Linked DNA regions of Mus musculus: all the other regions are linked to region 1. Evidence: chromatin contacts called from public HiChIP or PLAC-seq and promoter capture Hi-C data. All regions are on one chromosome and are shown on one strand. Each heading gives the region's core, a stretch centred on a gene start, on an enhancer-like site or on the middle of the called end of the contact. The rest is flanking DNA. Distances are from core to core; before and after follow the strand shown.

The links. Promoter capture Hi-C pulls out the DNA fragments that hold promoters and counts their contacts. HiChIP or PLAC-seq counts read pairs in DNA pulled down with a chosen protein or histone mark. Capture Hi-C pulls out chosen DNA fragments and counts their contacts.
Region 2: a contact with region 1 is called in a promoter capture Hi-C map of liver, with 2.3 times the contacts expected there. The contact joins the enhancer-like site here to the promoter of Pcnx4 in region 1. A contact is called at or near these places in 8 of 39 promoter capture datasets (embryonic stem cells, hippocampal neurons, liver and 3 more), 1 of 15 datasets of contacts at CTCF or cohesin (pro-B cells), 3 of 115 datasets of contacts at active chromatin or transcription factors (bone marrow-derived macrophages, embryonic stem cells and microglia) and 2 of 9 other capture datasets (embryonic stem cells and pancreatic islet).
Region 3: an H3K27ac HiChIP or PLAC-seq map of microglia shows a contact between it and region 1, with 6 times the contacts expected there. The contact joins the promoter of Slc38a6 here to the promoter of Pcnx4 in region 1. A contact is called at or near these places in 1 of 484 Hi-C or Micro-C datasets (CD4 T cells) and 1 of 115 datasets of contacts at active chromatin or transcription factors (microglia).
Region 4: a contact with region 1 is called in a promoter capture Hi-C map of pancreatic islet. The contact joins the promoter of Mnat1 here to the promoter of Pcnx4 in region 1. A contact is called at or near these places in 2 of 9 other capture datasets (adipose tissue and pancreatic islet).

Annotation. Positions count from the first base shown.
Region 1 is chr12:72,533,449-72,539,325 of GRCm38.p6, reverse strand. Pcnx4 (pecanex homolog 4) reads right to left here and starts at 2,969. Exons shown (of 11, transcript NM_026327.3): 1 at 2,787-2,969.
Region 2 is chr12:71,766,114-71,771,990 of GRCm38.p6, reverse strand. No RefSeq gene overlaps it. Among named protein-coding and RNA genes, the nearest start is that of Daam1, 62 kb to the left of the region's middle. Within about 2 kb of position 2,895, at least 16 of the 459 cell types and tissues checked have an H3K27ac peak or open chromatin away from gene starts, as enhancers often do. A contact at or near this core is called in liver, where this site is marked.
Region 3 is chr12:73,284,083-73,289,959 of GRCm38.p6, reverse strand. Slc38a6 (solute carrier family 38, member 6) reads right to left here and starts at 3,112. Exons shown (of 16, transcript NM_001037717.3): 1 at 2,928-3,112; 2 at 1,437-1,567. The coding sequence starts at 3,035. Trmt5 (TRM5 tRNA methyltransferase 5) reads left to right here and starts at 3,249. Exons shown (of 5, transcript NM_029580.3): 1 at 3,249-3,276; 2 at 4,685-5,325. The coding sequence starts at 3,272.
Region 4 is chr12:73,121,121-73,126,997 of GRCm38.p6, reverse strand. It overlaps Mnat1 (menage a trois 1), which reads right to left and starts at 3,281. Exons shown (of 8, transcript NM_008612.2): 1 at 3,072-3,281. The coding sequence starts at 3,160.

The sequences.
Region 1 (5,877 bases), core at 1,720-4,219:
GAGGACTAAGCATAGCACCCATGCAAACCTATGCAAAGAAAAACTTATGATAGCTAGATGTCTGCTGTAAAAACCTATTCAATCATTAATATTCAAAAAATATTGTAAAGATATTTTAAAAATTGATGTCTGTTTCCTAACAATTCATAAGTGATCAATAGGGTAAAAAGTATATAATAAGCTGTTAACTTCTGATTGTCATTCTAGACCATAAAAATTTTAAAAATACTTAAGAATTTAGAGTATTTTTTGAGGTACTACAATTACATTTATGTGGAGAAGTATTGTGAATGCTAGCCTGGATTATCTGTAGAATATGACCATAAGAAGTAAACTCATTCCCTGAGTAACATGTTGGCATGTGCTTCTGAGGGCGGTCAGCACCTGGAAGGACAGACCATATCTGTCATGGCTTCCTCCAGCATGTTCAAATGCACACTCAATCCTGAGGAAACAAGAGCTGCGCTAATGACGGCAGCACAGCACTGACTCGGGCCATACACTCTCTACATACGCACTGAGAGGGAGCCAGCCAAACAGACTCTGAGACGCTGCTGCATTTGGAATCTGAGTCATGAAATTCCCACAGGGTAAGAAGCAGTTCAAACTTGCAATCTGCCGTGGCGGAATTCTTAGTTACCCACACAACAACTCATGGATCATATGCTGCGGACTAAAATCCCTTGAAAAAAGAAAGATACAACAAAAAGTAGTAGCTTGAAAGCACGCACAGCACATGAGTGTGCACACATTCCTCTAAGGCCAGAAGAAACAAATTCCTAGGCAGCTTTTTAGTTTAGGTTTATTCTTTAATGCATCATATCATTATTCTATGAATACAAGATACAGAACTCTGACTCTGTAGACCAGGCTAGCCTCAAATTCACAGATCCACCTGACTCTGCTTCCTGAGTGCTGGGATTAAAGGCAGGAACCACCAGGCAAATTCTGAGGATTCTTGAATAGAGGACTTGAAAGGAATATAAAAAGTTATAAAAGGTAAAACCTGATACCCAAGCTGGCCTGAGGACACTGGCACCTAACACTCTTGAACGAGAGCGGTTAAGAGCCCAGGCCATCAGGGAAGTGAAGCTATTTGCAGAATGGCAAAAGGCTGCAATTAGAGATCTGCATCTCAGCTATATTAATTAATTAACTAGCTAATTAATTAATTCTCCCAATTCAATGATGAAAATACAACCTGGTTTTAAAAAGATAAACTAAGGATAAGAATTGACAGTTTCTGGGTGATAGACCATGCTGGAAATGAAGCTTGCCATGAGGAAATGCAAGCCAAACCTACCATGAGATAGTGTGAATTTCTCTGATTGGCTAAAATAAAAATGAAAGCCTAGAACAAGTGTTGATGAGGTTAATGTAAAACCTTCAAATACATCTAGTGGGGATGTACAGTGAGTGGTGCTATGCTTTGGGAAAAAAAAAAATCTGTCAGTTTCTCAAAGAGCCAAACAAGGGAATTAGCCTCTGACATACCTATTCCATTACCAGGTATTATATCCATGAAAACATGCCTACATAAAAATTTATACAAAATGTCCACGGCATTATTAGTACTGGCAAACTCTTTTTGCCAATGGCTAATGGCTAAATAATACAGGGCATATCTGCCTAATATACTAATAAACAATAATGAATAATACAAGCTGCAACATAAAATTCGCTAGATGCACGCACACAGATCACATGTTTTAAGGTTGTGTTTATATCGAGTATCTGAAATAATTTTGTTGAGACTAAAGATTAGTGATTGCCTACAACTAATAGCAGGAATATTGGGGAGGAGAGAGAAAAAGCAGCTAAATAGAAAAGATTTCTTTTGGAGGTAATCAAATTGCTCCGAAACCAACTTGTAGAGATGATTGTGCAAACCTGTTGAGATGCTCAAAACCAGTAAGCTGTATACTTCCAGAAAATGAATTGTATGTACCTCAGGAAAGCTCTCACAGAGGAGGATGCAAAGGTCCCCTGCCCGGGATTTTCCACAGCAGTTAATAACCAATAGGCATTTCCTAAAGGTAGGAAAGGCATAACCTGTAGCTAGCCTGGGATCCAGGCAGTTAAATCACTAAAATGGCAATATCTGTACTGGATGCTGTGAGAAATTATGGGTGATTGGGTGTGAATGGAAGCAGATATAAAATAATATGAATGCTCTCTCTCTAAACTCAGGGATTTAATGAAAAAAAAATAGAACCATAGTGGAAAAAATGAATAAGGGGAACATGAGAATAAGAGAGCATACAATTCAGAGGTCTAATAAATAACGAATGGGATTCATTTTTAAAAATTCTGGTCTTTGACACGCAAAGGATTATATAGAGACAGAGAAACCTGAGAAACGCGCTATACATATCCAGGAGGCCAAGAATGAACAAATTTTGGTCAGGAGGGCTTGAGACAGAGATAAACCAAGAAAGAGTGATCTTACCTAAGGGGCATAGGCCATGAACTTGATTAGAGTAACATGGCCATCCCTCAGCAGGGCCAAAGGGCCATTCTCCATTTCACAGAGGCCTCTCAGAAATAAAACGTAACTCCACGGGCTGCAAAAGTATTCTCAGTCACATTAAAGCCAAACTGGATCACTACCTCGATCAACTCAATTTGCTCAGTACATTAAAAAGAGCAATAATTGCATTTAAAAGCTGTTTCATGGAGAGCGAAAGATGTTTCTTGAGGTATTAAAAGGTGAAGGAACCCAGTAGTACCCAGGGGTGGAAACTAAGGCAGCAACGAAGTCTCAGGTGTGTTGGGGACGGACATACCTGGAGTCACCGCAGGGGAGAGGCGACGCGAGGGCGTCCTGGGACCACATCTCCCCAGCTGAAGTCGGTTGGGAACTCCTGCCCGAGGATGGATGCGGGCCCCGCCAGCAGCTGACCGGAGGCCTCCAGGACCGCTCCCGTTCCCATGGCTAAGATCAACTGCGCTCGTGCCTCCCAGGGGTCAGTGCGCACGCGCGCTCGGAGGCGGGGCTGTGCGTCTCGTCCCGCCCCCTGCCGCCTGGTTCTGCCGGAGGCGGATTCATGTGTGCGGCACAGCAGCGCAGGGTAGGCGGGGTTTCCTCCGCGCAGGGCCGGGCGGGCTAGTGTTGTGGGAGACGCCCAGACTTCTTCCGCACTGGTGCTCTGGTTCTTGAGCGGCCTAAGCACCACCTCTGAACTCTCACCCGGGCCACGCCCAGACGAAGGAACGTGGTTGCCTTGGTGACGAGTCCATCGTTTGGCAACCTCGAGGCTGGAGAGCTGGATGACTTGACTGTCTCTTGGGGAGCCTAGGCTTTCCAAGATTGGCAGACCCGTGACTCAGAAGTGCAATAAAAGTCCAATCCCCCAGGGTTCGGATACCTCCATTAATGACTACAGAACTAAGGCCATTCAAACAGCCTCAGGGATGGGAATGTTTTTAAATGGTAACATGTGCCTGTTATATTTATATTTTTGCTCTTAGTATTATAGTACTTTGGGCACATTATAAACTATATCCATGTAAAATAATGAACCTGTCTGTGGCAGCGAGCCAGGGCCCAGGGACACAGGTTGTAGATAGTCACCCTAGCAACTGGATTTTTTTTTTTTCAAGAGATCTCCATTCAAGTGAAGTTGGGATTCTTGAATTTGCCACAGGAAAAAAATTCCAGGGCGAGCCTGTATGAAGCAGAGTTGGAGTCTACAAGTGATTTTTTTTTTTTTTTTTTTTTTTTTGGTTTTTCGAGACAGGGTTTCTCTGTGTAGCCCTGGCTATCCTGGAACTCACTCTGTAGACCAGGTTGACCTCGAACTCAGAAATCCGCCTGCCTCTGCCTCCCGCGTGCTGGGATTAAAGGCGTGTGCCACCACGCCGGGCTACAAGTGATTTTAATATAAAATAGAGGGACTGATAGATGTGCTCAATGACAGCGTAAGACACATCAAAGTGTGGGGACTTCCACTTTGCATGTTACGTATACAGTGTTGGTGATGTCTGAGGTTATGTAGGAAGCTCTGCTAAGGAAGTTGAGTGATATCAGAAGGTTCCTGAATTTGGATCGGATTACAACTGATAAAGTAAAAACAGTGTTTTGAAAAATATGTTTATAGTCTTGTTTGGAGAGTCCCAAATACTTTCAGGTTTACAAATACTTAAGAAAGGTGTGAGGTCATAAATACTTAGGCCTTAAGCATGGCTCGCAGGTATTTTTCCATTCTTATTTGAAATGATTCTACATGAAAGGAATACTGCCTTTTTATAGGTAACCTTCACAGAATATTATAACTATGCTGACTCTCTTCACTTGCTGGATTACTTTTTTTTTTTTTCTTCTGAGACAGGGTTTCTCTGTATAGCCTTGGCTGTCCTGGAATTCACTTTGTAGACCAGGCTGGCCTTGAACTCAGAAATCAGCTTGCCTCTGCCTTCTGAGTGCTGGGATTAAAGGCATGTGCCACCATGCCCGGCTTTACTGGACTATCTATCTTACCTTCAACTTTCAAAATAGAATTACAACTTTTTGAGCTTCTCAACACATATAAAAGTTTCTAACCTTAAAATATTGTGTGTTGGTTTGGAGAGATGGCCCAGTGGTTATGAGCAATGACTACTCTTCCAAAGGTCCTGCAGCAACCACATGGTGGCTCACAACAACTGTAATGGGATCTGATGCTCTCTTCTGGTGTGTCTGAAGACAGCTACATTGTGCTCATATAATTAAAATAAATAAGTCTTTAAAAGATATTGTGTGCCACTAGGTATATAGTAGCATTATATCTAAAAACATTATGCATATCTTAATTTCAAAACACTTCCTTGGGGGATCAGGGAGGTGGACCAGCAGAATTCTTGACTCTTAGCGAATAGAACTTCAACCAGACTCTGGAGTGAAAGGTTTTTCTTCCTTGCCATGGCCCCTTATTTCCCCTTTCTAACTATCTCAAACTTAAGTGAGAAATGTGTTTTGACAGTTCTACGGATTCGTTGATTTCCTTTTTCCTCCACTTCTGCAGCCCATTTCTTGAGACAAAGCCGTGCTAGAGTTAGGCTATTTAGTAATTCTAGAATGATCTCTAAGTGTCCAGGTGAAGGGGAGAGTTGTGTATTACTCACTTTGAATCGAAGCTAGAATGACTAAGCCTCGTGAGGCAGGCATGCCAAGAGCCAAGACAGGCTGAAAGCCAGGCCTCCAAGACCAAGCAACTCAAGCTGTAAATGAAAAAATTCTTAAAGGAAATAAAAGTGATGCTAAGAGAAAACACACAATAAGAAAGAAATAATTGATTATAGAAACTGCTGGTGTAGAGGATGTCTCAGTGGTCTGGATGGAAAACTGAACTAGTCACACGCTCTTTGACTCTGTGAAGGCAGAAGAAGAAGACACAGAAGCAAAGCTTGAAGCTAGCCTAGGCTGCGTCACGATACTTAAAGAAGCTGTTTCCATTCCATTGCATGTCAAGGGAAAGGTGCGAACACCAACAAAGCAGCTCCAGTGAGTCACCTGGAAAATCTAGCTAAGTCGTTGAAAGTGATCACACTAAGCAGCTGATTGTAAGTATAGACAGTATATATAGTATATACAGTTTATACAGCCTGGAGACTTGATATACAGTATATATAGTATATACAGCCTGGAGACTTGACTGAGCTACTGTAATTCTGTGGTAAAACAATGACAATGAGTAGCTGTATCTTAGCAAGGGGCAAAGATGATGATTGTGTAAGAAGATGATGGGATCTACTCCTGGAAAAGATGCTAATGGTCGTGCTGGAAGGCAATGAGGGGTTCCAGATGCTTAAGTGTGCTCGATAAAGTAGTAGCAAGGTTTGAAAGGATCAACTCCGATTTTGGAAGAAGTTCTACTCTGGCTAACATATTATCAAATA
Region 2 (5,877 bases), core at 1,646-4,145, 770 kb after region 1:
GTGGTGCTCAGTGGAAGCGAACCTGGTAGGCTTATGTCTGGGTTTAACACAACATTTGTAAAGAAAAACAAATAGACACTGGCCAAGGTATAGGGATGCTGTGTGTGTGTGTGTGTGCTGCTGCCACCAATAAATAACAGAGAGACTGAGCAAAAAGATGCTAAGTGTGAGCTCAGCCTGGACTATACAGCAAACCTGTGTGAGCCAAACGGTCAAAAACAATAAATAGATCTCACAAAATCCAAGCAAATAAAACAGCCTCTGTATTTGACTCACCTATGTCAATCAAATACAGTTTGCTGGTCTCATATACAGAAAGCCATTCTGCCTTTTAAATTGAGGTATATGAAAACATGCATAATTTGAAAATGAACACTCATGTATCATAACTATTGTAACTTTGTTTTATGAAAAGAACCAACCATTTGTGTTAGTATGCTGAGGTGGTTGGCACCAAGTCTAAGTGTTTTGTTTTGTTTTGTTTTGTTTTGTTTTGTTTTTTTCCTTTACTCTAGAACAAGGGTGAGGAGCTAGCATTTTCTGTAAAGGACCAGGTATAAATACAAATATCTACATAGACAACAACACAATAGTAATATCAGTGTTTTAGGCTCGTGATGCGTTTCAGCTACCCAAGTGCGTTGTAGCATCTCAGCCAAAGCCAGAGACAACACAGAAATGAACGAATGTGACTGTGCTTCAGCACATTTATAAAGGTTTACATGCCATAAAATATTATTTTTCCTTTGATTGAGGCAGGGTTTCAAGCAGGTCAGGAATTCACTAGGTAGGCAAGAATGACCTTGAACCTCTGACCCTCCTGCTTCTACCTACTAAGCCTGGTCCAGAGAGCAAGTCCCAGGCCAGCCAGGGCTACAGGGAAAAACCGTGTCTTGAAAACAAAACCCCAACAGCAACAAAAAGGGTTTTGCCTCACGTGTATATGTGTGCATATGTGCAAGCATGTGTGTGTGTGTGTGTGTGTGCTGGGACAGAACTGAGGCCTGGCACATGTTAGGCAAGCCCTCCATTACTAAACAACAGCCTCAGCCCTTTGAAGTTGTTCTAACTATCATCAGAGTCTTTACATAGCAAATATATGAAGTATTTGAATATCTGTCATGACAGTGACTCTGCTTGTCAGGCCGGCCTAGTGAGTCTATGCGACAGAACTATGTCAGAGGACATGACGGCTTCTGTAGATTCCATTAGCCATGTCACCTCTTCTTATCAAATTCTCTTCCAGCTTGGTGCAGGAACTCAGCCTCGATTTTACAAGAACAGACTTGGAAAGATATGAGTCAGGAGGGTCCAGAATCTGTCCATCTGCGGTAACGAACTTGGCCCTTATTAGCAAATCTCCTGGAGACTTCCGGTATCCTTAGGTGTCCCCTGGCTGGAGGGAAGCCTGTCCAATCAGGGTGGTCCTGATGTCTCCTTTGCTACATTTTACTTACCCTGGTCACACCATCATTTGGCTTTGTTAAAACAGAGATTGGAGTGATTTCTTGACACTCGAGAATGGTGATGTGTGACTCATGGGACTTCCTCCGGAAACACAAGTGGGTTGTCCCACTAGTTCCTGCCAGAAGGTCCCAGCTTTCCGATGTACTCCAGGCACCTTCAATATGCTTACAGTCTTCCTAGATAGGATCTCAATGTGAAGTGAGGAGTAATGGTTTGGACCCAGAGCCAAGCATGTCTCTGCTTCTCTGAAGACAGCAGATGTGCCAGCCATCTTGGAGGCTCATTAGGAGGTCTCAGTTTGGGAGATATACAGCCAAGCGAATGATGGTTCGCTGCTAAGACTCAATGCCTGCCTGTGCACAGCCACTCACGGTTGTATGGGGGAATCTTTTATTAGAAATGTACTCCCATGACTGTATCTACCGCAAATTTCTAATGTCCCTCAATAAATCTCACATGTAGGCTTTAAATAACGATTCTTCCTTCTCTCCGTTCAAGCTGGAGAAGACTGTGTCAGCACTGAGGGACCGAACACTATTATTATTTCTGCCGTCCTCAAATCCTTATTATTTTCCAACATCTCAAATCAAATGCTGCGCTAATTTCCACAATACCCATTTTATTAGTTAAACAAATAAACCTGTAGTAGCAATACCATTAATAAATTAGCAAAATCCATCTGTAAGTGCATCCATTATGTTAAGTTTATGTTGCTCCTTATTTATAATAATATTGCCCTTCTCTGAACTATTTTACTCCACTAAAGGCATTAAACAATTCACTTTTAAAATTTATGGAAAAAAGATGGCTGGAATCCTGGTAATGTAATCCTTTGAAGTTTTATTTATTTATTTATTTATTTATTTATTTTGGAATACAGTTTGGAGAAAGCAAGAATTTTCTTTTCCTCTGCGAGAGGGCAAGGCTGTTGGTAGTTCAGTCCCTTCCCTTCGCCAGCCTTCAAGTCTAGCTCACGTTTCCATGCCCAAAGCATCATAAATAACCAATGAAGTAAAAGACTGTGTCTAAACACTAGGAGTCAATTTCCATAAACGCTCATGTTAAAAAATGCATGACTGGTGTGCTACAGTGTGGACGTGTTTCTCCCTCACCAGCATCAACCTCTGTGCCCTCAGGAATAAGTAAAAGGATCTCAAACCAAGAAGGTGGAGAGGAGCGAGTAGTAGGTGTTAACTGACCACTGCCCTCTGACCTGTAAACACAGTAAAATGGTAGGAAGCTAAACAACCCCGCCCCCACCCTCCGCCCCCACCCCTCACCCTTCACCCCCCACCAACGCCCATGACTCTGTTTCCACAATGGGTGACACAGCAGTGGCCGCCTCCATGACTCTCCGAAGCCAGAGAATACATATGTGGTGCTCACGCAGTGCTTTGGGCTTAAGCTACTGAACAAGAGCCTCTGCTTAGTAGAGAAAAAGACTTAGAGCAGCCACTGACTGTCATTACTGCTGCTGCTGTCCAAGAAAGCTGAGAATGGTAGAGAATAATTTCTGTTCTTTCTCACAATGCCTTAGTAAGTTCTATGTACGTTATTAGTTATTATTCGTAAGTTAGAATGTTGGTTTTATGAATACAGTTTTTGTCGTGTGTACCCAAGTTTTCTTAAGGTCCTAGGACCTTTGCTTTCCTGTGCAGAGCTTCCAGCAGGAAATTTTGCCTGGTTGGTCTGCTTTTAAACGAAAACCAGTATTCTTGTCGGCGTTTGCATTTTAAGGATTTTTACGGGCAAAATGCTCAACAGAGCCGTGCTACACTCTTCATTAGAAGAGGGAAGAGTAGAGAATGTCAAAAACAATAAACTCACGGAGTTTTGAGTCTCCGCTTCAAGCTTCAAGTTCCAGGCAACCTTTGAGACGTTTCGAAGCACAACACCGCCACCTTCTGGTAGCGTCTTGCCATCGTTCTCTCTGCCAGTTGATGGGGGCTCTCTTCCATCCATAATTTGTGTTTTCTGTTAGGACAGATCTAATTTGATTTGTAGCCTTGAAAACTTTAGGTAAAGTCTAGACAATGTCTTAGTTAATTTGAATTAAGATCAAAGAGTCTGAAAACAGAGGGCTTTTAACTGGTTCTGTTGTCGGAGAGGGACGTGATTTTGGTATCAGCGATCTTACCCGAGGCATTCTGTGCCGTTGTTTTTCAAATCTATTACAGGTAAGACTCTATTTCTTGTATCCCAGGCAGGCCTGGAACGCACTGTGTGGCTGAGGATGACCTTGAACTTCGGATTCTTCTGCTTCCTCTTTTTTTTAAGCTAGGGATTAAGCTGCAGCTATGTGTATACCAGGCAAGCACTGTACAGCTGAGAGGCATCTCCGGTCCACTTTCCTAGAGCATTGCAAACATTTTAAACATCACTTGTGTCCTAGGAGGTGGTGAGACTGAGAGGGTTTGCCCCTCACTGCTCCACACTGACCACAGTCAGCCTGCTACATCTCCTGGCCAAGTGAGTCACAGGGGAGATTGGCTAATGGGGTTTTCCTTTTCTGTCCAGTAGAGGAAAAGACGGCAGTGTAGAGGAAGGTGGTCCCAGCTCTGCTCTTACAAAAGACCAGGAGCCCCAAAAGATGGTGAATTGTAGTGAGAGTTTTGGTTTCTTAAAAAAAAAAATACAGTTCTTTATGTGAATATATATTTTTTATTTAATTCTCAAGCGTGGGATATGGGGCTGCTTCAGGTTGTCCACAGCAATTAACTGTGATTGTTTCTAGGTGGTGTGTGTGTGTGTGTGTGTGTGTGTGTGTGTGTGTGATAGAAGACTCTGAAGAAGGCATAAACAGGAGATCCCAAAGAGGGCCTGTGGGGCTGGCTGATGCTCTTCCAGTTGCTTCCCCCACTGCTGCTGGTGGGTTTGCTATAGCTTGTCTTCTGGTTTTCTGGATGGCCAGATATTCTGATGACTAAGATTGGACTTACCCCAAGGAATCCAAAGACCCAAATTGGCAGGAAATAGGCCAGAGAGGTCTACACCACACCCCCTTTCCCTCTAATCTTCTTTCTCTCCTATCCAGTGTTGGGGTTGAAAGGAATAAGGGTTGGAAGGGAGGTAGAGATATAAGAACCCAATAAAATAATAAGACAAATATGCCAACAGTGAATTCTCTGTTTGAGAAAAGGCCCAAGAATCTTGGCACCCTATGGGATATCCAGCCAAAATGGGACGTCACTGGCTACTTCAAACAGCTCTGCTGCACCTGGCTTTAGCTGCAAAGGGCTGTCCTCTCCTGTGGGCTAACGAGCCTCCTGCAATAAACCAGTTCAGCCAGCTTAGGCTATCAGAGCCAGTCCACAAGCACAGGCCAGAGGCAGGGCAGGAGAAGAAGAGGCTGTTGGCTTGGGTGAAGAAGAGAGCTGCCTTTGAAGGGTGCTCTCCCCACTGAAAGACTGCCATGCCTTCAAGCCAGGGTCAATACTGCCTCTACCTTAGTGGGAAACAAGAAGGCTTAGCTAGTGGTCACATGATGGGGGTCTGCTGCATCAGCTGGAGGAAGAACAGGTTGGGGGCATCTGGTCCACTGGAGGAAATGGATCTGCATTGCCTTCACACAGGTTAACACAGAAGACAATGCTGTTCTGGCTAGGCTGCTGGAAGCTTCAAGGAGCAACTACTACAGATACTATGGGAACTGCAGACATCTGTGAGACAAGGTTTTGGGTTCAAAGTCTGGCTGCCATTGCCAAGCTGGAAAAGGCAGAGGCCACTAAACTGAGTTAATTATGGACCAGATCAGTTTCCTCTGAATAAATAAAATCTGTTCTTCAGTTGGAAAAAAAAAAAAGACAAAGAGGGCTGGTGAGATGGCTCAGAGGGTAAGAGCACTGACTGCTCTTCCGAAGGTCATGAGTTCAAATCCCAGTAACCACATGGTGGCTCACAACCATCTGTAATGAGATCTGACTCCCTCTTCTGGTGTGTCTGAAGACAGCTACAGTGTACTTATGTATAATAAATAAATAAATCCTAAAAAAAAAAGACAAAGAATATTCTCTCCTAAGGTTTGGGTGTGATGGAGAAACAAGAGAGAGTATGGTTGGGGGAAAAAATCACGGATAAGCTGTACAGCTATGGAGAACATGGCCAAGAGAGTTGGTCCGAAAGCTGCCTAAGCAATCGGTAGGTGAGTGGGAGTTTTGCTGTTGTGTAATTCCTTTCATTGGGGTTAAGTGTTTCCAAGTGACTGGTTGACTGGAAATGCAGCTGGAGCCACTGATTTCACTCAGCAAGTTCTGCCATAGAGATATAGGCAAACAGTCAGTCTTAAGAAGAAATAGTTAACTGGAGGGCTGGCAGGGTGGCTCAGCAGGTGAAGGCACTTGCCGTCAAGTCAGATGTCATGAACTCAGTCCTCAAGACATACATGGTAGAACTTAAGAACAGACTTCTGCA
Region 3 (5,877 bases), core at 1,863-4,362, 750 kb before region 1:
CTACTGCATTGCCAATCATATAATCATGAACGCAACACGTGCTTTTACATCTAGTACTGAATATCCACTAAGAAGAAGTAATACAATCCTCGGTTCCTGTATTTATTATACTATCATACTGTATTCTTTTAAAAAATCATGATTTTAGGGCACACTTTTTTTATTGTTGTGGCTGTTGGTTTGTTTGTTTTTTGAAGCAGGGTCTCACTTGAACTTATATGGCTGAGGAAGACCCTGAATTCCCCGATCTTCCTGTCTCTACCTCCCAACTACCAGGACCAGTCCTTCAGGGGCTTCAGAAAAGGCTTTGTTGTCACAGGCAAGGAGGCTGCAGCTGTGTCCTGCTCCCGAAACACCTCCCCATGAGCAAGGTGTGTAAACTGATCCTGGCTCTCGGGTAGTAAGTGTGCTTATGTCTGAGTTTTAAAGAAAAAGTTGGAAAAGGAAAATACGAGAATAAGAGTAGATTAAATTTAAAAAGCTTATGTAATAAGGACATATAGAAAGAAAAGTTTTATATGGTATATGGTGTATTTGTTTTTTAGGCTATTATAACAAGAATCAAAACATTGAAAAACAAAACACAAGGCCCTTAAAACGACTTCTCCAGTTCCTCTCAGCACGACGTCCAATCCAGGAACAGGTTTCTTCTTTCACTGGATCTTTTTTGCATGTGTTGATAAACAAATACGATTACATTACAACTGCTGCGGCATTTACTATACTAGCACGTGGACTGCACTATATTAGGTGATTTTTTTAGCCTATGAGCAACAGGCAATACTGTATAGATGTGTAGAAGGTTTTACCATCTAGGTTTGTTTAAGTATACTCTATAAGGATCACCCAGGAACGAAAAAGCATTGCCGCACTTCAGAACTATTAGCCATGGCTACTCCACTTGGTACCCTCTCCCCCTTTTAGTTAAACAATAACAATTCCTAAAGTAACTTGTTTTCTAGATCCTTACCCACTGTGCCCTATGGACCCCAGTCATGTCTGACCAGGAAAGCTGCTTATCTATCACATGACATCCTAACCACTTACCTTATCTCCAAAGCTTCCCCTAGCAACAACCTGCCCAAAAGGGACAATGCTCAGTGGCCTTCCCTTTCTTTTTTGTGCCCTATAAGCCCTTGGGTTCTGATTCTTACACCAGAGCCCCGCTTTGCTGGTGCTGTTTTAAAGCCCACGCTATCTTAGAGCCCCGGGGTTCCTTTCTTGAGGTTCCTACATGAATGCCCACCCCCTCAAGCCATGCATGACTGTAGGGAGCATTCCTCCAAAGCACAGAACTAGATAGGCACAAGGGGAACAAAACAGCATTAAAACCCCAGAAGTAATCCAACTAGAAATTGTAGACCGGTAACTTCTGGAATCAAAATTCCTTATCAAAATGGAACCGTGTGATGACAAAATATGGAAACAGGCCTCACCTAAATCCAAGGATACCCGTGTTAGCCATCACATACGCCAAACCAAGGATGCCGCTTCCCATGATGGCGTTCATCACGTTAAAGACGGAGAGACCAAAGGAAGCACCGGAGGATCCCTGCCTGTGAGGTTCCTGGAAACACACCATTTACCCACATTAAATGCCTGAGGAAGGAAGTTAAAGTGTGCTGAGCCATTCTACACACTTGAGGAATCGTGTGAACACTAATTAACCAGGACGTGGCTAGTTCTTTCGCCCATGTAACACAGGCTAGTCTCATTGGAGAAGAGGGGATCTCAATTGGGAGAATGCCCTAAAGAGACTGGCCAAGACACGGCCTGTTTTAGGTGGGGGCATCCCTGAGCAGGCAGGCCTTCCTGGGGATGAAGGAGAGCAAACTGAGCAAGCCAGTAGGGGCAAGTCAATATTTCCTCCGGGTCTCCCGTTTCAGTTTCTGCCTCCAGATTCCTGCCCTGACTTTCCTTCAAGACGGACTGTAGCTGTAAGATGAAATAAGCCCTTCCCTTCCCAAGTTGCTTTCCGTCATAGGAGTTATTACCCCAAGGAAAAGCACATTTGGACATAACACTTGTTCCTTTCCCTCCGTTCTGACCTATTGGTGCAACTCAAGGAAACGAGTCTTCCAGGAAAATTACTTCCTCCCATGCAGGGCCCAGCTGGCTTCAGTGGGAGCCACAGCCTTGTGACTTCAAGAGATCAAGATAGGGTGGAGACAGAGGAGGAACGGGCCTCAGTCACGTGCTTCCTGAAGAATCCCAGTGTCAGCATGGAACTTCTGTCCCTAACTCTTCTTCCTCAAGTACGAGGACCGCAATAAACTAACCTTTTGTTTATATGCCTAATGAATTAAGTCGATTAGCAGGAATATCTTACAGGGACAACATAAACCAAACCATCAGCTGTTACAGTCCAGGGATTCATAAAAAGTGGAGTGGCAGGACTGGAAAGCAGCTCTGAGTTAGGGAGTTTTTCTAGCATGCCCAAGGCCCTCCTAGGCTGGACATTCAAGACCGAAGAGGCTCCGGGGCCCCCGGGCACACACAGCCCACTACACCGGCTTTAGGTTAAGGACGAGCAATGTGCACATTACCAGAGACCTCTCCTCATCTTCACTTACAGGGACTTGAGTATTAAAGTGCCTATAGCTCATCTTTCCCTTGGCCCCATGATTAAATCCAGAAAAGAAACATCGTGTGATGTTCTTGCAAGACCTCACAAGGCTAGAGGAGACAGAGGCGACAATGACACAAAGCAATGGTGAGTCACAAAACCGAGGCTCATCCCGCTGGTGTTCCAAGCCTCTCACTATTGACTGAGTGCTCCATGCTGCTGCCACATTCCAAACTCGCCTGGGGTCAGTGGTTCGGGCCCCACCCCAGGGTCAGTCCCCTGCAGTCCAAGGCTCCTCTTGCAAGCCCTGAAAGATACCGAAGCGCACAGGAACCCAGCGCAGCCAGTAAAGCCCACTTACGTTGCTTAGCAACGGACTCCACTCGTCTGCAGCCACCGCCTCCTCTGGCTGCTGGGCAGAGACGTACCAGCCTGGCTCCGCTTGGATGCTGTGCCGGGACGCCTGCATGGTGCTCCGCGACCGACTGCTAAGTAAATCACGGAGCCGCTTCCCCTAACCCCAAGCGCCCCGGCTGAGCGGCTTCAGAGGCGGAGCTACGGGCTTGGCCCTTCCGGGCTCTCGTAGCAAATCGCGGGCCCGGAAGAGAGGTGCGAGTCCACAGGGTCGGACTCTACGCTGCCTTCGCGGCCAGCAGTGATGACGTCACCAGCCTCCGACGCCCTATTTCCGAGCTGCACCAGAGCATGAGGTGAGGGGTTCGGGTCTGAAGCCGGCCTCGGGTGACGCTGGCCCTGGAAAGGTGCAGCTGGTGAGGGGGCAGTAGTGTCCCGGGTGATGTAGAAAACCTGACGGTACCGCGGCGGGACTCGTGCTCTTCTTTCTTGCCCAATGAGCGCAAAAAGGCCACCAGGTCATTCATCTCCTTGTCCACCGGCCGCTAAGCCGAGGCCGGAGCCCTTGGGTAGGGGGCTGGTCAAATGCATGGTGAGGGCTGATGCACCCAGTGGTAGGATTGGATAGCATGAGAAGTGCCGGGATTAGGTTCCCATTACCACAAAAATCTTTTCATAGTTTAAACCACATATTACAGATGGAAAACGGACGCCTACATTTACTTCAAACAACACAGTAAAGCCTTGTCAAAATACTGAAGCTTTTAGTTATAGGCATGGCATATGGCAGTACACTATGATAGACATCCTAACAGTATACTAAGGTCATATGGGAAGGGACAAATCTCATGTATCCAGACCAACCTGGAGGATGACTTTAATTTCTGATCTGCTTTCTGAGTGCCTGCACCACTGTGCCCAGGCTATGTAGTGCTGAAAGCCCATGAATTTGCTTGTGCTTGCTAGGTACACTTCTAGCTAAACTGTATCCCCAGCTTTCAGGTCATTTTTAACCAAGCTTTTGTTTTTTTTTTTGTTTGTTTGTTTGTTTGTTTGTTTTTGAGGTCTGGTCTCAAATGCATCCCAGGCTGGCCTTGAACTTTTAATCCTCCTATTTCCTCATGCTGAGATTACAGGTAGGCACCACCATGCCTGATATTATGTGCTGTTAGGGATGACCCCAGGACCTCATGCGTGCTAGGCAAGCTTTCTACCAGTGAGCTACATTTTAAGACCTTAATGAACGTTTAAGCCTTGCCAAGCCACTTAGCAGCCACATAACTTTGGGTGATTAACTTACCCCTTAGCTTACAAACTTCATAACACAGCTTCTGATACAACAGCCCGTTGAATAAATAAAATAAGATCTCCTAAGAATATCCCAGTAAGTATTACCATTGGTGGCATCACATATAGTGATCATTTCATTTAGAGATGACCCTTAACTCAAATTTCATACTTCCTATTCTATGTGTATTCTGTCGAAATTTGTGAGCAGAGTTCTTTGGGTATAGGGAGATTGCTAGACCACTAATTTTTCTGTTATAGGGGCAAATAGACTGAAAATGCAAATGTATTATTTACCAGGGACAGTGATCATTCTAACCTGCAAGAGAGACTGCCCTCCCTTGCCATCCAAACCTTTTGTCAGCACTTGGCAGGTGACTTGAAAGATAATTTATATTTTCATCCTCAAAAGCCATTGTGAATGTGTTCACATGTAGCTTGATGGTGTTTGGTGTTTTGTTTTGTTATTTTCCCCAGAATCGTATGGAAGCTATTTGGATTCTCAAGAAGACTTTTGCAAGTGGAATGGTGTCACCCCAGTGAATCAATATTGTTGTTTACCCTGGTGCCGAGACTTAGGAAAGCGCCTTCTGTTTTCTTGTTGGGTCAAAGACAAGGACTCTCAACCATGCCAGAAATAGAAGCAAGTGTGAGAGATAGTGAATTATTTTCACCACCCTCTGACGTTCGAGGAATGAGAGAACTTGATAGAACAGCTTTTAAGAAGACAGTGTCCATCCCTGTGCTTAAAGCGAGGAAAGAAGTAGTCAACAGATTGATGCGAGCCCTCAGGAGAGTAGCCCTGCAGCGCCCGGGCATAAAGCGAGTGATTGAGGATCCCAAGGATGAAGACAGTAGGCTGATCATGTTGGACCCCTACAGGATGCTTACTGCTGATTCCTTTGACAAAGCAGAACTCGGAGTTTTAAAAGAACTTGATGTCAGCCCACAGTTATCCCAGTACAACTTGGAACTAACATATGAAAATTTTAAGTCAGAAGAAATTTTGAAAGCTGTGCTTCCTGAAGGTCAAGATGTAACCTCTGGATTCAGCAGGGTTGGGCATATTGCACACCTGAATCTCCGAGATCACCAGCTGCCCTTCAAGCATTTAATTGGTAGGTGGATTACAGTCAGATTCATACTCTAGAAAAAAAGTGACATTCTAGTTTTAGTGCTTAATTTTTTTATTTCAAAATGCTAACTTAAAGAAACAGGGTAAAAAAAAAAAAAGCAGGGTAGTTTAGTTTTTATTTGAAACCAAATCAGAAGCACCTTCCCCCTTTTTGAAAAACATTTTGGAATATCTTCTTTGTAGTCATAGTGTTGGCAGAGACTTTTGGGCCTACACACACACACACACACACATACTCTTACTCTCTCTCTCTCTCTCTCTCTCTCTCTCTCTCTCTCTCTCTCTCCAACCACTTTGTTATATTGAACAAAATCCTTTTGGTCCAAAAAGCCATTAGGCCTTTGGGACATTGGTCAGTACAAGGTTTTGAAATTTGGTGTTTCAGAGTCACATATACAATGCTAGTGACTTAGCTAGTAATTTAGCTAATTAAGCCTCTTCTTTATGGTAAACACTTTAAAACTTTCTTAAGTGCTCCTAGCCTTTTAGAAACTGCTATGTACACCCTACTATTGTAGCTCCAGGGAAACCCACA
Region 4 (5,877 bases), core at 2,032-4,531, 590 kb before region 1:
GTTGAGCCTTGCTTTTTTGTCTTTGAAAGTAGACTTAGCACATTTAAAACTTGAGCCAAACTGTTACTATATCCAAGCTTAATTCTCATTATTCTCACTCCATATACCATCTTAGGTTCTATTTGCTAAGTAAGTTAGGAAGCAAATTGACAGACTGACTCCTAAAACCATTTTTATTACGTATGTGTACTTACTTGGAGAAAGAGTGTGTCTCTGAGATCAGAGGACAACTTGCAGGAGCTGGGTTTTCTCCTCCCACTAAAAAGGTCCCAGGGATTAAACTCAAGCTAACCATATTGCAGGCCCCAAAAAATTAGTGTTTCACTTAGGATACTGGCAATATCTTTTCATACATGAGAGTAAATTAACTCTTAAATTTACTTGAACTCTCCCTCAAGTAATCCCTCACAATGTATGACAAATTTTCACTAAGTTTACACCTTAAATGGCCAATCTAGAATTGAGAGTCAAGAGGGCTATCATAATATTTGTGAGATATACTTCATGCTTCCTTTTCAAAAAGTTATAAGAAAACTAATTCTATTTCTGTTTATACTTATAAAGAGCTAGGCAATTAATATGCTATCATTTCTGGCTCTTACAGATAAAATTTTCATCTTAACAAATAATCCTTAAGGTTTAACATACAATTTCCTGTTATCCGTTTGGATGTTAGGGCACAAATTTGACAATAAAACTTCCTAGAAAAGAAGTACTAGAAGGTGTCAATAAAGACAAAACCCTATGAAAGAAACTCTGATACCAAAGTTCCCTCCCAGACAGCCTAGGCTACTAGCTAGTTCAAGGCCAACTTGAGTTACAAAGCAAAATTCTGTCTCAAAAAAAGAAAAAGGAAAGAAAGTGTGGAGAGGAGATCTGGAGAGCCAGCTCAGTGGGTGAGAACACTTGCTGTGCAAACAGAAGGTCCTGAGCTCAGATACTTGTACCCACACAAAAAGCTGCACATGGCCTCAAGTGCCAGTAACCCCAGCACGATGAGAGCAAGTGTGGGAAAGTTTGTGCGGCTGAAATTCTCAATGAAGCCTCCTCCCTGACCAGAGAACTCACGGAGGATACCCACACGTTTTCGAGCAACCCCCAAGGATGAGTGCCTTCTGTTCTGCCCAATCAAGGTGCTGTTTCCTAATGTGTACATCTCTATATATTACTCAAAATAAATAAACACCACTTACTAATTATTCTCACCAACAAATACATCAGTGAAATATAAATATGATAAAACTCAATACACCTAATCATTTTGATTTAACACAGAGGACAGAGAAACACAGTAGACAAAGCCAAAGAGACTATTCAGTAAGCAAAAAATCCAGACTCTTAGGCAGGAAAACTCCATCACTACAATAATCCAGTACAAAAGAAAAGAAATGGAACAGCTACATCATAGATGAACAGCTACATCATAGACACACACACACACACACACCACACATGGGGGTTGAGAGGCTTTGGGGCCGGCAAAAAGAATGTTAAAGCCAGAGATGAGAGGGAGTGCCATGGAACAGCCCTCGAGTGCACACCACAGCAACAGCCATCTGCCCTTCAACATTCCATCACAAACACAGAGGGTACCCAGTGGTGAGTGGGGGAGAATGTGTCTCAGTGGTGCAGCTGGTGGAGAATTTGGGATGAAGTTCGAAGGGAATTAAAGGAGGATAGAGTGGGGATGAAGGACGAACATGATCTCAATATTTTTTCAGAGCTAAAATAAGTGACACAGAAATTTTGCAAAACTTTTCTAAAAATCTAACAGTCTGCTAGTCATGGTAGTGCATACCTGAAATTCTAACACTTTTAGTCAGAGAAGAATCTAAAGTTTTAAAGTCAGGCTGGACTAACACTTGATGCCCAGTCTTAACAAGCACCTAATTATATACCAGCAGTATTCCCTCATTGCCACAGTTCATGCATTCCAGTTGACTGCCTTTTCTGGATTTTTAATCTTAAACCATCCAGACACAGTTACGCTGTCTAAAGCAAAATAAAAGTTAATTAGGAAAAGAGACCCTGTCGTGGAAAAAAAAAAAAAAGAAAGACCAATTAAGGAAATTAATAATCACATTATGACAATTATATATATAGCTCATTGTGCAAATTTCTGCCTGAAGACCTTGTCTACCACATTGTACTTTACCTTTTCCTTCCGGAGGAAGACTGAGCCTATAGGAATATTGTGCTCACAACTTTATAGTACCTTTAGTCTCAGACTATCTTTTACTTAAACCACTTCTCCATAAAAAACTGACAAACACTTTAACCAAAACTCTGCATTTATTCTTCAAAACATTTATACAAAAAAATCACTCGCCATCCTTTCACCACTGAGCAACCAAAATACACTTACTTCCCAGAGCCACTTCCTGGGATCCATACTCCTACGACCCACAATCCTGAGAAATCTCAGGATCATTTCCGGTGAGGAAGAAACTATACCTGCATAAACTTATCAAGAGATGGCTCACGGTAAGACTCTACAGTGCCTGGAACAAAATGAGCACGCAATAAAAGCCAACCATTATCTAGCTACAAAGTAACTGCCTTAAGTCTGTATTTTCTTCCTTTACATGATTTAAGTCTAACATAACTCATCAGGACACGTATACATACACAGAAGGCTTTCCAACTAGTTCACTCGATCAACAGCAACAGTATACACCCAAAGTAAGTTTTCAGTTCTCTTTTCAATTAAAAAAAAAAAACATTTATTAAGAAATTAAAGATTCTAATCCCTCACGCTTTCAGCCAGACATCTGTCTGGAGTCTAGCTAACAACACATAGCTGGAAAAATTCGAGATTTTCACTGGCTGGAAAGGTGGATGAGGGTCAACCTGCCAAACTTCTGCTTGCCACAATCAAAACTCCAGTTTCAAAGTAGGCCAGAAAAGATAGGGGCGAGCGGCTACGAACCTTTTAAAGGATCGACGCTCCCTTTTTGCATCCCCCTCCCCCACTGTTTAGACGAACCACACCCTTTATTACCCCCCAGCGGCCTCCTGGCATCTCCCAGGGCTGTCCTCCCACCCCAGGAATCCACGGTCGCCAGACTCACAGAGTGTGTCCGCACACGTTCACCATCAGCTTCAAAGAAGGGTTCCGGTACTTGGTGGTCTTACACCTGGGGCAGCCCTGGTCGTCCATGGCGTCTCTTCGGCTTTGGATTTTTTTTTTTCCTCCACACGGATTTCAGCCACTGCCACCTACAAGAACCCCCAGACCAGATGTCAACTAAGCTGCTACCAACAGGCACTTGGCCGGAATGGTCCTTCGCGAAAGAGCACCGGCTGGAAGCCAGGCGCTGCAAAACAAACGTTCCGGGAGCGAGTTCTCCGTTCCAGCCGCTACAGTTCCAACCTAACCTTAGGTGAATCAGTTCAGTATCTTGGGATGGGAGAACGGATGCTTTTAAATTACACACCTCTTGCCTAATTACATTTTACAAGGAACCATATCATATCAAAAAGATAAATTCTTGTTTCGTTTGGAAACATCCACATGATTTCAAAGATTTATGCTGGTATGAAGTCAATAACACAAACTAGTAGTCTCTTTTAGAAAATTGGACAGTCTGTACTGTAGATGTCTTCATAGTTGTGTAATCAGAACATAATTTGATTCACATATATGAAGATTAGAATAATGCTAAGTGTAGTGGCTCACACCTATAATACCAGCACTAGGAAGGCTGAAGCAGGAACCAGCCATGAGTTGGATCTAGGCTCCATACTGAATTCTGTACAGCCTGGGCTACCTAAGGAGACACTGTCTCCAAAATAAATAAATATATAACAAAAAAAAATAAAAACAAAATAAAAAACAAGATAAATTGTTTACATTCATAAAAATTATCTAAATGCAATTCTTTGTACAAATTCTTACTAAATGTCAGAATACTTCTATAAATAATATCTAGTACCTGTTCCTACACAAAGGCCTTCCCCTCAAGACTGCCAGGCAAGCTGAATTGTACAACCTAACTCTCATATGTCTTGCCCCCAATAAAAGACCTCATTTATTTTCCAAAATGTTAAATAAAAGGTTATTTTATAAAGCAATTCGAGCAGGGCAGTGGTGGCATACACCTTTAATCTCAGTATTCAAGAGGCAGGAACAGGTGGATCGCTGAGTTCCAGCCAGTCTGGTCTGCAGAGCAAGTCCCAGGACAGCCAGGGCTACACTCAGAGAAACCCTGTCTCCAAAAACAAATTTAAAAAAAGAAAGAAAGAAAGAAAGAAAGAAAGAAAGAAAGAGAGAGAGAGAAAGGAGAGAGAGAGAGAAAGAAAGAAAGAGAGAGAGAGAAAGGAGAGAGAGAGAGAAAGAAAGAAAGAGAGAGAGAGAAAGGAGAGAGAGAGAGAGAAAGAAAGAAAGAAAGAAAGAAAGAAAGAAAGAAAGAAAGAAAGAAAGAGAGAGAGAAAAAGGCACACAACTTTATTTCAGCAATCCCAAAACTCTGAGGACCTGATTCTCTCTGGGAATTGTAAGCCACATTTATTGTATTAACAAGAATACAGAAGTCTTTTTTGTTTATTTTGTTTTTTGAGACAGGGTGACAGCACTTCTCTGTGTAACCCTGCCTGTCTTGGATTTGCTTTGTAGACCAGGCTGGCCTCAAACTCATTGAGATCCGCCTGCTTCTGCTTCCCAGGTGCTGGGATCAAAGGTGAGGGCCACCACGCCTAGCCAAATAGATGCCTTAGAAAGGTCTATTAGATAATGAATTATTCTTACGGTAAGGGACAAGTCTTCTCCACCTCTGAGATAAGGATTTATTGATACTTAACAAAGGCTTAATGGAGACTAAATGAATTCATAAAAAGGCCATCAAATAACAGTGAAATGTGGACATTTTTAATGCCAAGCATTTTTGTAATCACCTCCATCTAACTGAAATTCTGTCTGAAGTAAACTTGTAGACAGGTTGCCTTGGTTTGGTTTGCTTGTTGGTATGAGGTGTGGTTCATTTTTTAATATTTTTATTCTAAGTAGTGTGTGTGTGTGCGTGCTCATGTGCTGCAGCATGCCTGTGGTGGCCACAGCACAGCTTACAGGAGTTAGCTCCCTACCGTGTGAGTCCTGTAGAGGAACTCAGATCATTGGGCTTGGTGACAGGTGCCTTTCCTTGCTATGCCGTGTCACCAGTCCTGTTCCATGTTTTGTTTTAATATTATTTTATTACTTACTTGAGAATTCCACACAATTTATTTTGATCATATTCAGTGCTCTTCCACAACTACTAGGTCCACGCTCAGCCACTCCCTTCCTACCCACCCAACATCATCTTGTTCTCTCTTCTCTCTCTCTCTCTCTCTCTCTCTCTCCCCTCTCTCCTCTCTCTCTCTCCTCTCTCTCTCCTCTCTCTCTCCTCTCTCTCTCCTCTCTCTCTCTCCTCTCTCTCTCTACTCTCTCTCTCTCCTCTCTCTCTCTCCTCTCTCTCTCCTCTCTCTCTCCTCTCTCTCTCTCCTCTCTCTCTCTCTCTCTCCTCTCTCTCTCCTCTCTCTCTCCTCTCTCTTCCTCTGTGTGCCTCTTTCTCCTCTCTTTCCCTCTTTGTTGTCTCTCTCTTTATGCCCCCCTTCCCATCCAGGTCCATTTGTGTTGGCCAACTACTCTTAGGTTTGGGGCCTACCCTGGAAGAGATAGTGACCACTCCACATAAGAAAAGTGAGCTTTCCTTTCCTGGAAGTTACCAGATGTCAATAGTTCCTCAGCTAATGATGGATGTGGTGTAATATGTAACGGACTATGTGATCACTCCTGTTTTATGACTTGTTTTTTTTTTTTCTTCAAGCTCTCACACTCACCTGGACTCACTGTGTAGTCCAGGCTGACCTCTAACTCGAGGCAGTCCTCCTATCTCAGTA